Regions from separate parts of the Triticum aestivum genome. Here region 1 is linked to region 2. Evidence: chromatin contacts called from public Hi-C data. All regions are on one chromosome and are shown on one strand. Each heading gives the region's core, a stretch centred on a gene start, on an enhancer-like site or on the middle of the called end of the contact. The rest is flanking DNA. Distances are from core to core; before and after follow the strand shown.

The links. A called contact is a pair of places that touch in the nucleus more often than the background predicts.
Region 1: a contact with region 2 is called in a Hi-C map of leaf, with 4 times the contacts expected there. The contact joins the promoter of LOC123053458 here to the promoter of LOC123053453 in region 2. A contact is called at or near these places in 3 of 5 Hi-C or Micro-C datasets (all in leaf).

Annotation. Positions count from the first base shown.
Region 1 is chr2D:407,624,748-407,630,815 of IWGSC CS RefSeq v2.1, forward strand. It overlaps LOC123053458, which reads left to right and starts at 1,322. Exons shown (of 7, transcript XM_044476939.1): 1 at 1,322-1,636; 2 at 1,770-1,911; 3 at 2,358-2,459; 4 at 2,877-2,992; 5 at 3,386-3,648; 6 at 3,747-3,837; 7 at 3,904-4,648. The coding sequence starts at 1,337. The coding sequence ends at 4,278. LOC123049440 reads left to right here and starts at 5,678. Exons shown (of 5, transcript XM_044472356.1): 1 at 5,678-5,989. The coding sequence starts at 5,808.
Region 2 is chr2D:407,396,060-407,401,697 of IWGSC CS RefSeq v2.1, forward strand. It overlaps LOC123053453 (esterase AGAP003155), which reads left to right and starts at 4,071. Exons shown (of 6, transcript XM_044476935.1): 1 at 4,071-4,433; 2 at 4,660-4,758; 3 at 4,848-4,889; 4 at 5,027-5,156. The coding sequence starts at 4,203.

The DNA.
Region 1 (6,068 bases), core at 72-2,571, 230 kb after region 2:
GTTTCGCGAGTGCCATGGGCCTTGTTTCAGAGGCCCAGGAACCTCGCCCGCAAGGAAAACAATTCGCAACCTTTTGGGAGGAGGGAGGCGGAGAACGTATCGTGTACTCCGAAGGATGGAGTACTCCAGCTGTTCCGTACACAACACATCCCTTGGATGAAATATATATGCACAGGATGTAACCTGGACGTTCCCCATCATACAAATTTACAGAAAGCACCCCAATACAAAGATAGAATAACTGTAACGTTCCTATCACCTAGCTCCAAAAGACGTGATGCCATCAGTTTTGGAACAGAAACACCACACACATCTTGTACCTCTGGTAGCTGATCGTTTCAAGATGTTTTCAGTACCATGCAACACATCCCCTAAAAATAGTATCATTCAACACATGTAAAGATGACATCAGATCTTCGGTACAGATTTACACAAAAAAAATAAAAAGCTCTATGGTATAGCCAGTAGCATGAATTTTCAATATAGTATACAAAAACAAACACATGTTCCATAGGAAGTGCACACGACAAACATTCAGCAAGCTGATAACAAGGTAAAGCTATTTTGGTTTTATTTCAATGGAAATACTGAACAAATACAGAGGGGACTCATTATTCAGGTGCTTGAACATGTAGATGAAATTAGTTCGTCTCATGTACAGTGGGAAGCCATAAGTAGCTGAAATTCCACAATCACTAATTGCTGGAACATCTACTCCAAGTAGAACATATCAACTCTTCTCAGTGAGTAATTTTCTTTTCCGCCTGATAGAGAGAAATAGCCACATTTTACCCAAAACAGAATTAGCTACATCTTAGGAGATCATTATAAACGAACAATGGGATTAGAACCAAAAAGCACAATACTAATAACACAAGGTCATAAGATCGAGGAGATTTCCATCGTGAAGGATTGAATCCAGCACAACATACTTGAAGAGTTGAGTTCTCTTCTACAGCGCCGGCGGATGGCAGAGCTAGTCGCCGGATGGGGTGGGGTAGGGGGCCGATGTGGAGAATGGCAGATGCGGGGATGGGGCAACTGGTCCACTGGATGTACGTCAGTGCCGTGGCGAGCTCGTCCCAGACCTCGCAGCGTAGCACTCGGCGAGGTGCGCCGCCTGTTCCTGAAGCCCTGGTCTGCTTGTGTTTGTTTTGTTCCAAATTGGGGGCAACAGTGCAACACATCTAGGTAGGTGATGGGTAGGTCGCACTTATTATGTACTAATACGGGGAGTTTTTTTACAAAATTTTAATGGTGGGGCATTCCAGCTGTATCCCGTGCCTACGTTGTGGATCGAACCGTCGTGCTAGCCCAGGAGCAGGCGGAGCACTCGATGACCTGGAGCACAGGATATTTTCCCGAGGGAGGCGGAGCACTCGATGACCTGGAGCACAGGATATTTTCCCGAGGGAGGCGGACCACCCGACCTCGCGCGGCGGCGGCGGCGCCGCTCCCGCCACAGTTCGGTCCGAGGGAAGACCCCAATCTACCCCACCGGCGGCGCGGCTGCGAACCTATAATGGCCGCAGTCGTGAGCTGGTACGGTCCGCTGATCGACCTGTCGGCGGCCGCCGGCCACGTCGGTGGATTCGTACAGCTCCTGGCGTCCGTTCGCCGTGTCCTTCCCCACCAGGTAACGAGCAATCCCTACTTCCACTTAGTAGAAATAATAATCTTCTCCAATGGGGAAAAAAGGGAGTGATACGATGTCAACGTATCTTTGGCCATGTCGCTCCGAGGCTTAGAATCTGCTTCTGCTTTCCCAGGAGCAAAATGCTGCAACCGGAAGGACGTATCACAGAGTTATTCTGGAGGTTGGTGATGACACGAGGTCGAGCTTCTCCGTCTCTCTATGGTCCAACACTACTAGCTCGACGATAATCGCTGGCGATGTTTTACTGTTGCAGAGTATGGAACTGAGGATCCGAGGGGTCTCTCTTTTAATCTCAATTTTACCTGTGTAATGCTTTCAGTTGCAATCTACTCCCTCCGTTCCCAAATATAAGTCTTTCTAGAGATTTCAACAAGTGACTACATACGAAGCAAAATGAGTGAATCTACACTCTAAAATATGTCTACATACATATCTTGTAGTCTATTTGAATGTCTAAAAAGACTTATATTTAGGAACGGAGGGAGTAATACTGTACCTTCTTTTAATTGATAAAAATTTACAGTAAGTGAAACCATCCCCATTTGGTCTTTCGAATGGTACTGTAATTAGTTGTGTTCTCGGAAACACTTTAGCATAGAATGGCCCTTTTTGGGCCAGCTTGTTTCCGATTTATCATGTCCACATAACTTATGTGCATGCAAACAGCATCTGGTGTGACGTTCTCGTTCCTTTGCTTCAGATATTAAGATAGTAGAGTTTAGAAATGGCTTGGAGGGAAGGGCTGCTCAGATGTCTGCAGTCCAAATTTTGATGAACTCTAAAGATTTAGTGCAATCCGAAGGTATGCGTTTGCATTTGTTTTATTCATTGGTGCTCTTTGATCTTTACTGGCACTGCCCTGGTTGTATTACTTCAAAATGCGGTGACCCAGGAGTAATTACAACAATGTTTTTACCATCTTTACTATTGAGGAAATTGGGAAACATATATTAGACTAACAGTGGTAAGGGCTTTGTTGATGGGAAAAGGTGGGCATTATATTTGAACATTGGCCAGCTCTTGAAATCGAGACCTTTCCAATTAATTGTTCTTTCCATCTTATAAAAATATTCCTCTCTGCAATATTTTATCTAGATATTGCTTGTTTTGTGGGGCTCATGTTTATATTAGCATCTACATTTATTTTCCAGCAGATAATTGTGTCTAGAAGAAAAAGAAACTATTACTGGATAACTTAACACATGGGCTCTTTTATTAGGAATTGATGAATTCATAATTAATTGTAAAGTCGGCAATGCTACAAGATCAAAATTAAGACGAGTGTCAGAGTGGATCGTACACACCAAACGTACTCATGCGGAAAATCATCAGCAGGTACAAATTTGCCAAGGCAGTGTGATTTTAGTTTGATTTGGATAGGTAGCAATCTACATCTCCAATTCTTTCCTTCTGCCCTTACATTCCGCTTAAAGGTTCAAAAAACGGATTTCATTAACATGAGCTTGTTTATAAGATGGTCATAAAAATCCTTTGAATGTCACTCCTGTGTTTTCACTTCATCTTACATCACAATTACACCTGTTATGTTGATGTTAATAAATGAACAACAAGATCAAGGCATTCATGGTTTTACTCCATAAGTTCTCTATTGATAGAAGTAGATCATGATTATTTAACTTGTCTTCTTGTGTGGATAACTTATAACATTAACATTTTCTTTTAAAAATATATACTATGGAAGCAATAAAACTCCTATATTGACTGCAGGTGATATCGAAGAATTGGAAAGAAAGAATGAAAAATGATTCGGCAGACTTCTTTTCCATCTCAGAACTACTACCTCAGAGCAAACCATGTAATTTGAATATTTCTGCATCTATTAGCAAAATTGTGTTAATGGGTTCTCTTGGCCCTGAAACGAAGGGGCAATTGTCAGTCATTGAGAAACATACCTTGAATGGACATAATGATATCATCAGAGATTTTATTGCTGCTGGATGCAAGTTATGTGGTTTACCTCTATACCAAAAGTATGCAAATGCATGTCATCTTGTCAACATTTCATCAGTTATATGTCCCAAAATCTATATTGCTCTGCTTGTCATGATTTATAAAAATCTCTATGCAGAAATCTTCATGGAGACAGTACTTATCCAATTGATTGCCCAGATAATCCAAAGTATCTCCATGTTGTTGGCCAGATATATAAACCATTCATGGTAAGAGATCAAACAGTTTCTTTTGTTGAAAATAGATTAGTAAAACCATATCTTCATGATCTGCAGATGTATGTGCAAGACCAAACTGGACAAGTTCCTGTGCTTGTGAAGAATAAAGTTGCAGAGGCTCTATTTTCTAATATTAACGCAGATGATGTGTCCGAATGCTACAAGAGCCGGCACTGCATGCTGGTAGATACTTGTGAATCTGGCCAGTCAAGCATTTCTGGGATGCTAGATGGCACTGGCAAGACAGGCACTGCTAAAAGGAAGAGAACCAAAAGAAAGCTTGATTTTCATCTTATCTGGCTCATTGTTATGAAATGCCTGCTGAACCAAGGCAAGAACAGTCCATTCTGCATCCAGATTTCAGTCAACCCCGGGAAAAATGTTGAGGATGGACGGTTTGAACTGGTTTCTTTGACAATGCCAATACCATGAGATGGGAATTCTTCTTTTACCTCATATGTCGAACCATACTAATGGTCATTATGTGCTTCTATCTACAAAAAGGGAGCTTTGCTGCTTTGATGGTTTGCACGGTGACATGGTTAGGATGACAGACCAGACCAGTAATCTTCAGTTTTAGCATGATCGTGTCACGCTCGCATCTTCCGTGCCGTGCTCAGAAGCTGCAGGTGACAAAGCAGGCAGGGAAGGTTCTCCGCTGTGGCCCAACGGGGTTAGTGGTTCGGTGTGCCTGTGGTGTAGTGGCCCTATGGGGGCTCGGCAGGTGGCTATCTATATGTGTCTGTAACCTGAGACAGGCATCAAATGTGTAGACTCTGAATCTCATCTACTGTTCCCTGTCTCTCATTCTTGTTCTCTGCTTTCCCATCCCCTTCTCCTGCGCGCCAAACCACCTAGCCCCAGATCTCTGCATGTGCGATCTGATCTGAGAAAGAGAGGTTCGTCACAGATGGATTTACCAGAAGCTAGACCTGCCTCATTTATTGCCAATAAAATAGGGACACAGCCATTTGTAACAGACACGTAAGGAGCGACGCATTATGGTGGTGATGAAGATCTGATCTGGATCAGCTCAGCTCTGACAAACATGTTACTCAGTAGTTTTGGTCATTTTGCCGATGGTACACTGCCTGCAAAGAGAGCTTGTTTTTGCCTCTCCCCCTCGCAAAGAGGGCCTATCCATGGGTGGGGGCTTTTGGAGGCCGAGCTCCACGGAGCTCGTTTTCAAAATACAAATTTCCACAAGGTGAAAAAATTTGAAATTGTTTGTATACACTTTCACACATGTGTATTGCGTCTGTGCAAAAATTCAAAACCAAATACTTTCACACGTGGCGTATAGAAAAAAGACAAAAACGTATTTATAAAATGGGCCAATTTTTGTTGTTGGGCCGGATTTTTGTTTTTTTGTACAGCCTACAAATCACACCAAATTCAAATAATTTTCTTACACGTTCGTGCGGAAATCTATTAAGTTACCGTGGATTTTTTTTTTGAATTTTTCTGAAACTTTGAAATATAAATTTTGATTTTTTCAAAATACTGAGCTCCCTGGAGCTTGGCCTCCGTTGGCATTTTCCGGCCTATCCATGCACTTCTCTATCTGTGGTTACTTATATTGCTAGCTTGGTAAAAGAAGAAGACACAACTCATACAAGAGAGACGCTGACAAGAGATGAATATGAAGTGGCGGTGGGTCTCCTCGCGGATGACGCGCGCGAGTGTCGGGTCCGGTCCGACTGCGTGCGGCGGTCAGACAACGAGGAGCGCGTGCTCTGCACTTTATGTTATCTTCGTGCGATGCGTATCGGTCGTCATTTTGTCCATTTATCATGGTTGGTACGCAGACTAGTGCACAGGAGCACTAGTATTTAAGCTGATGAGTAGAACTCCGCAGAAGAAAGCAACCCCATGAGATCGCCACAAGTTTATAATAAGCTCATAAAAGAGTAATTCAACTTCGAAAAAGAAGAAAGCCAGGCTCCTTTTAGATCTCACTCATGGCGATAGCCGTAAGCTCCTTGACCTCCGGATCCTTGGCGCCATACAGTCCGGAGGTTTCTCGGCAACGACGGGGCTCACTAGTGTCTGCATCGCCTCGTCGCCGGCAAGCCGTCGCCGGCATAGCGATCAAGTCGCGGGGCATCAACCGTGTCCAGCCGACGACCAGAGGAGCAACACAGTGAGTGTACTGACGTTGTGAAGACCCTGTCTAAGCTTCCTACTAGCTAGTATGTTGATGGCAGTATCTTACAAGATTG
Region 2 (5,638 bases), core at 2,821-5,320:
AAGTTACAAACATTTTATAAATATGCGATTTTAAAAAAATCATGAATATTCTAAGAATTGTAAATAATTATAAAGCTCATGAGCATCTTTTGGAATTTAGGAATATTTTTTATATTCGTGAAGTAGTTTAAATTTAAGAACATTTTTAAAATTCGTAATTAATTTAAAAATGGTGAATATTTTTGGAAATTCACAAGAAAAATCTGAAGGGTATTCTTTTTGAATTTTTGTAATTAAATGTCGGTTTCGATACTGTCATCCGGGACCCACGTCCTGACCAGACCCTTAAAGGTGGAGTCCACTTCAAGTAAAAACTTTGGGGCTCTCCTAGGTCTCAATTCGTACGGAGCTTAGTAAATGACATCCGTGACGTATTGCGCGGCAAAAACAAAATCAGACCTCTAAAACCTTTTTTAGAGCATCAATTTTTCCTTTTTGTCTGATATGCCGGCTCGGTCTTTCGGAGGTGCTTATAGAGGTAGGGTGTGCGTGTGTATGTACATAGGGGTGAGTGTATACACGTATATATAAACGCTTGCGTCTGTACTGTGTTAAAAATGTCATTTCTTCACGAAACTTCACACGTGGGATAGAACACTCGATCACGTTTGTTAAGAAAAAGAAGATTTTCCCCTAAAAAAAGAAAGAAAAAGGAAAAATCGGTTTTTTTTGTCAGAGCGTACCATTCATCTGGTGCATGTGTAGACAGGTTCACCGAGGCCGATGGGTTCCACGAGACGGTGGAGACGGCTTGGCAGTCGGTCCCCCTGCACGATAATGCCTTCCTGACCTTGGATAACAAATTGCGAGCCACAGCCAAAGCACTGCAACGTTGGAGCGATCGGTGGATTGGAAATGTCAGGATGAAGAACCTCATTGCCCTAGAGGTCATTGCTCGGCTTGATGAGGCCATGGACTCCAGGGCTCTCTCCCTGGACGAGCACGCCTTGTGCAGACTACTCAAGCGGAAGCTACTCGGGCTGGCGTCGTTGCAGAGGACAATAGCAAGGCAAAGATCGAGGTTGTTGCAGCTCAGAGATGGCGAGGCCAACACCGCATACTTCCATCGTCAGGCCTGTCATCGCCAACGTAAGAATGCCATCCTCTCCTTGCAACACAACGGGCAGACGTTCACGAATCAGGAGGAGATCGCAAATGCGGTAGACGAGTTCTACTCAGCGCTGCTCGGAACCGCTCCCGAGCGTGACTACTCGCTCCAGCTTGACGCCCGCGATCTTCCATGGAAGAACCTGGCTCACCTCGAAGCCCCATTCACAATCGAGGAGATTGAGCACATCGTCAAGAACATGCCAATGGACAAATCCCCTGGGCCGGATGGATTCACGGGACGTTTTTATGCCTCTTACTGGAGCATTATTAAGGACGATATGATGCGGGCGATGGGCCAGTTCTATAGAGGTGACATGCGCGGCCTACCGGCGATCAACAAGGCCATCGTCGTCCTCTTGCCGAAGAAAGCAGGAGCGGTTCAAATCACGGATTTTAGGCCCGTCAGTCTTGTCCACGGGGCGCTCAAGATCTTCGACAAAGCTCTGGCTGTCAGGCTTGCTGGCGAACTGCCGTCCCTCGTGGGTAATCATCAGAGTGCATTCGTAGCAGGGAGGTCCTTACATGATAATTTCATGCTCGTTCAGTGCACAGCCCGGCGCCTCCACGCGCTGCGTGACCCTTCTGTCATGTTGAAGCTTGACATATCCAAGGCCTTCGACTCAATTCAATGGCCTTTCCTGCTTGAGGTGATGAGACAGATGGGTTTTGGGCGGAGATGCATCACTTGGATCTGTGGCATGCTTTCCACTTTGTCCACTAGAATCTTGGTCAATGGGAGGCCAGGCGATGCCATCTTTAACTGCCGCGGGCTCAGACAAGGGGGGCCGATCTCTCCTATGCTCTTCATCTTATGCATGGAGCCACTCCACCGGCTGTTTGCGAGAGCCACTGATACGGGTTTGCTGGCCCCACTGGCACGCTCGGGCCTCAAACAAAGACTCTCCATGTTCGCCGATGATGTCATGGTTTTTCTCAAGCCAAAATCTCAGGAGCTCTCAGTGTGCTCGTCGATCCTCGACATGTTCGGGCACGCTTCGGGGCTGCATGTGAACCTTGCCAAGACGGCAGGCTTTCCCATCCGGTGCTCCTAGGAGGAAATGCAACTCGTCCGCGATATGCTTGGTTGCTCGACGGCAGAGTTCCCGTGCAAATACCTTGGCCTCCCCCTCACCATAAGGAAGCAAACGGCAGTGCAATTTCGTGGACTCGTGGACTAGCTCGCCGCGATGCTGCCACACTGGAAGGCAACGACTCTGCCAAAGAGCAGCAGACTCCTTCTCATCCAATCAGTTCTCACAGCGATGCCCATCCATTCAATGTTAGCTCTGGGGCTGCCACCCAAAACGCTCGCAGCAATGACCAAAATCTGTCGGAGTTTTCTGTGGAGCGGCAAGGCGGAGGCAGGAGGAGGCGCATGTGCAGTCGCCTGGGACGTCGTCTGCCGTCCAAAGTGGGCAGGCGGTCTTGGCGTGCTGGACTTGCGTTGGATGAACGTAGCTTTGCAGACAAAGTGGATCTGGTTACAAAAGACGGACACCTCCAGGCCGTGGGCGGAATTTGCCATTCCCGTGCCCAAGGAGTCAAGACTTCTCTTCCAGACGGCAGCGCGCGTGCACCTTGGCGATGGCAAGAACACTTTGTTTTGGGAGGATCGATGCCTTATGGGATCCCGCATCCAAGAGCTTGCGCCACGTCTCTATGACCGCATCCCGGCGCGTGTGAAGAAATCTAGAACCGTCTACGAAGCCATAGGCTCAGATGCTTGGGCGCGTGACCTCGGGCCAGCCATTGACCACACCACCTTGGAGCAATTCTTGTCCCTATGGCCCGCGGTCGCGGCCACCCGCCTGAATGAGCACGACAACGACGCTATTACCTGGGCCTGAGCAAGGAGGGGCAATTCTCGGCCAGATCGGCCTACCAGGCCAAGTTTTGGGGGCTCCAGGTTTCACCCACGGCTTCGCTCTCCTGGGACTCGCGAGCGCCGCTCAAATGCAGGTTCTTTTCCTGGCTAGCCACTAAGGAGAGGTGCTGGACCTCGGACCGACTGGCGAGGCGGGGATTGCAGCACCAGGACGCATGCCCGTTGTGCGATCAACATGATGAAACGATAAACCACCTGCTTCTGCACTGCATTTTCGTCCGACAAGTGTGGACTCGAGTCCTGCCCGCGCTGGGCATGGGGCATGCTGAGCCTCGCCAGGAAGAGACGCTATCGGACTGGTACGTGCGCAGCGGGCTGGACAGGATGACCAAGAAGCGAGCAAGGCCGAGGCGCGCGACTTGCTTGCTAGTCCTCTGGGAGGTGTGGAAGCACCGGAACGAAGTTGTGTTCAATGGCAGGACTCCATGTCTTGAAGACTTGTTGAGGAAAATTGCTAGCGAATACGTGCTATGAAAAGACGCGGGACTGCTCCGCGGCGATGACGATATGCACCAGGGCATCGAGGCAGCTCTAAGATGGGCGCAGGGCGAGTAGTCACATAGTGTGCCGGGTAGAGTTAGGTGGAGTTGACGTGGGTGTCATGTAGCCGTGCCCTGTAAACTATTTTGGGGTTCTTTTCCCCTTCTTCTCTTAATAGATGATACGCACACTCGTGCTTATTCGAGAAAAAAGTAGACAGGTTCAGCGAGCCCCTGCGCCACTTGTGCTTCCGTTTCAAGTTTTTTAACTATCGAGGTTAAAGTTTCTGGAATCACGCGGAATGCATGATGTGTCTCTCTAGGCGCAGACCCCTGCCATCCTGTCCACGTGCGACACGAAGGCCTCGCCGGCCCGCGGGCCCTACGCCCAGAAACGTCACCGTCCACGTACCGACGCAGACACTCGGCTCACGGCTCACGGCTCGCCCGCGTCGTGCAGACGTGCGGCGCGCGCGCACCACTCGCTCCGCCAACCACACCCCACGACACCGGCGGCAAGGCGAAGCGCAGCGGGCCCCACCGCAGCTTGCCTTCCCGTCCAGGCTCCAGCCTCCACGGGGTCCACGCTCCCACCCAACAGAATAAAACCGTCGGGCACGGCACGGACGGCCACCAGCGCCCCTCCCCGAGCACCGGCCTCCAACAAAAAGAAAAAAAACACCAGCCGGCGCGTGCACGCAGACGGTCCAGACGCCAGGCAGACGCGGATGGGCAGCCTCGCCGGCGGGGTCGGGGCCAGGCGGCCGCGGTTCCTGTGCCTGCACGGCTTCCGGACCAGCGGCGAGATCATGCGGAAGCAGGTGGTGGGCAAGTGGCCCGCCGAGGTCACGGCAAGCCTCGACCTCGTCTTCGCCGACGCGCCCTTCCCCGCCGAGGGCAAGTCCGACGTCGACGGCATCTTCGACCCGCCCTACTACGAGTGGTTCCAGTTCGACAAGGTCCGCCCCGCCTCCACCTTCCCTTCCTCCCACGGTCGCACCATCCCGCCCATATCCCCATTGCCTGATCTAATTCTGCCAATCTCCTGCGTCCAACTTTGGTGGAGCCAGTGCCACCTTTTTGTTAGCTTTTGTACTAACTCCTCCCCAGAATGTCGGCCTGCGGATCTGAGTTTATTTTTTACCTACGTTGTATTCATGGAGTTTTTTTTCTCTTTGAAAACAGGGATTCACGGAGTACAGGAATTTCGACAAATGCCTGGCTTACATCGAGGAGCTGATGATTAAAGAAGGGCCCTTTGATGGGCTGATGGGTTTCTCCCAGGTAACAGGACTGGGATCACCTCTTCCCTAAACATATTTGCTGTCACTATATTGTCAATTAACGATTGCAAATTGTCATGGTAATACCAGGGTTCGATTCTATCTGGCGCACTTCCGGGGCTCCAAGAACAAGTAAGCTGACAGATTCTGATAACCTTACCACATCAACTCCAGTTCGACTGTTCCACTAGTAGTTCTTCCTAAGATGTGCCGAATTGCTGATAGAGCTGCAACGTTCTTTACCTCACCGTTTTGTGTTTTGTTGGCAGGGATTGGCCTTGACTAGAGTTCCTAAGATCAAATATCTCATAATCATAGGCGGGGCCAAGTTCCGCTCACCCGCAATAGCCGATAAGGCGTACGCCAACATGATCAAAATCCCCTCGCTTCACTTCCTCGGTACTTCAATATGTTCTTCACAGATTAGTCCTTTACAGTTGCCATGCTGGTTGTGGTTGGTTGTTGGCTAGCGTATGTTCTCTCAGTTGCTTCCTAGGCGGTGTGTGCGTATGGCTGTCTCCTTATCATATTTATTTTCCAGCCGGCATGCCTACTTCATGTGCAGTTATGTTCTAGTGTTTATTATGTGATTAGGAAATGTACTTAAAGTACTCTCACCAACTGTGTGCTTCTTTTGTATCATACTTATAAAAAAACTTCCAAAGGCTTCATGTACTCTAACGATAGTACTCATGAAAAACTTCCAAGAGCTCGATGTATTCTAATGATGGTAAACAGCATATTATTAGGGGATAATTTACAGAGGAAGGACATACCATAGGATCATCCATGACATAGTTTACACTCTGAACGATATATATTGTGTGAGGTCAAGCTTTGACATATCATCTGATGACACCATTTCTAGGGGTATATTATTC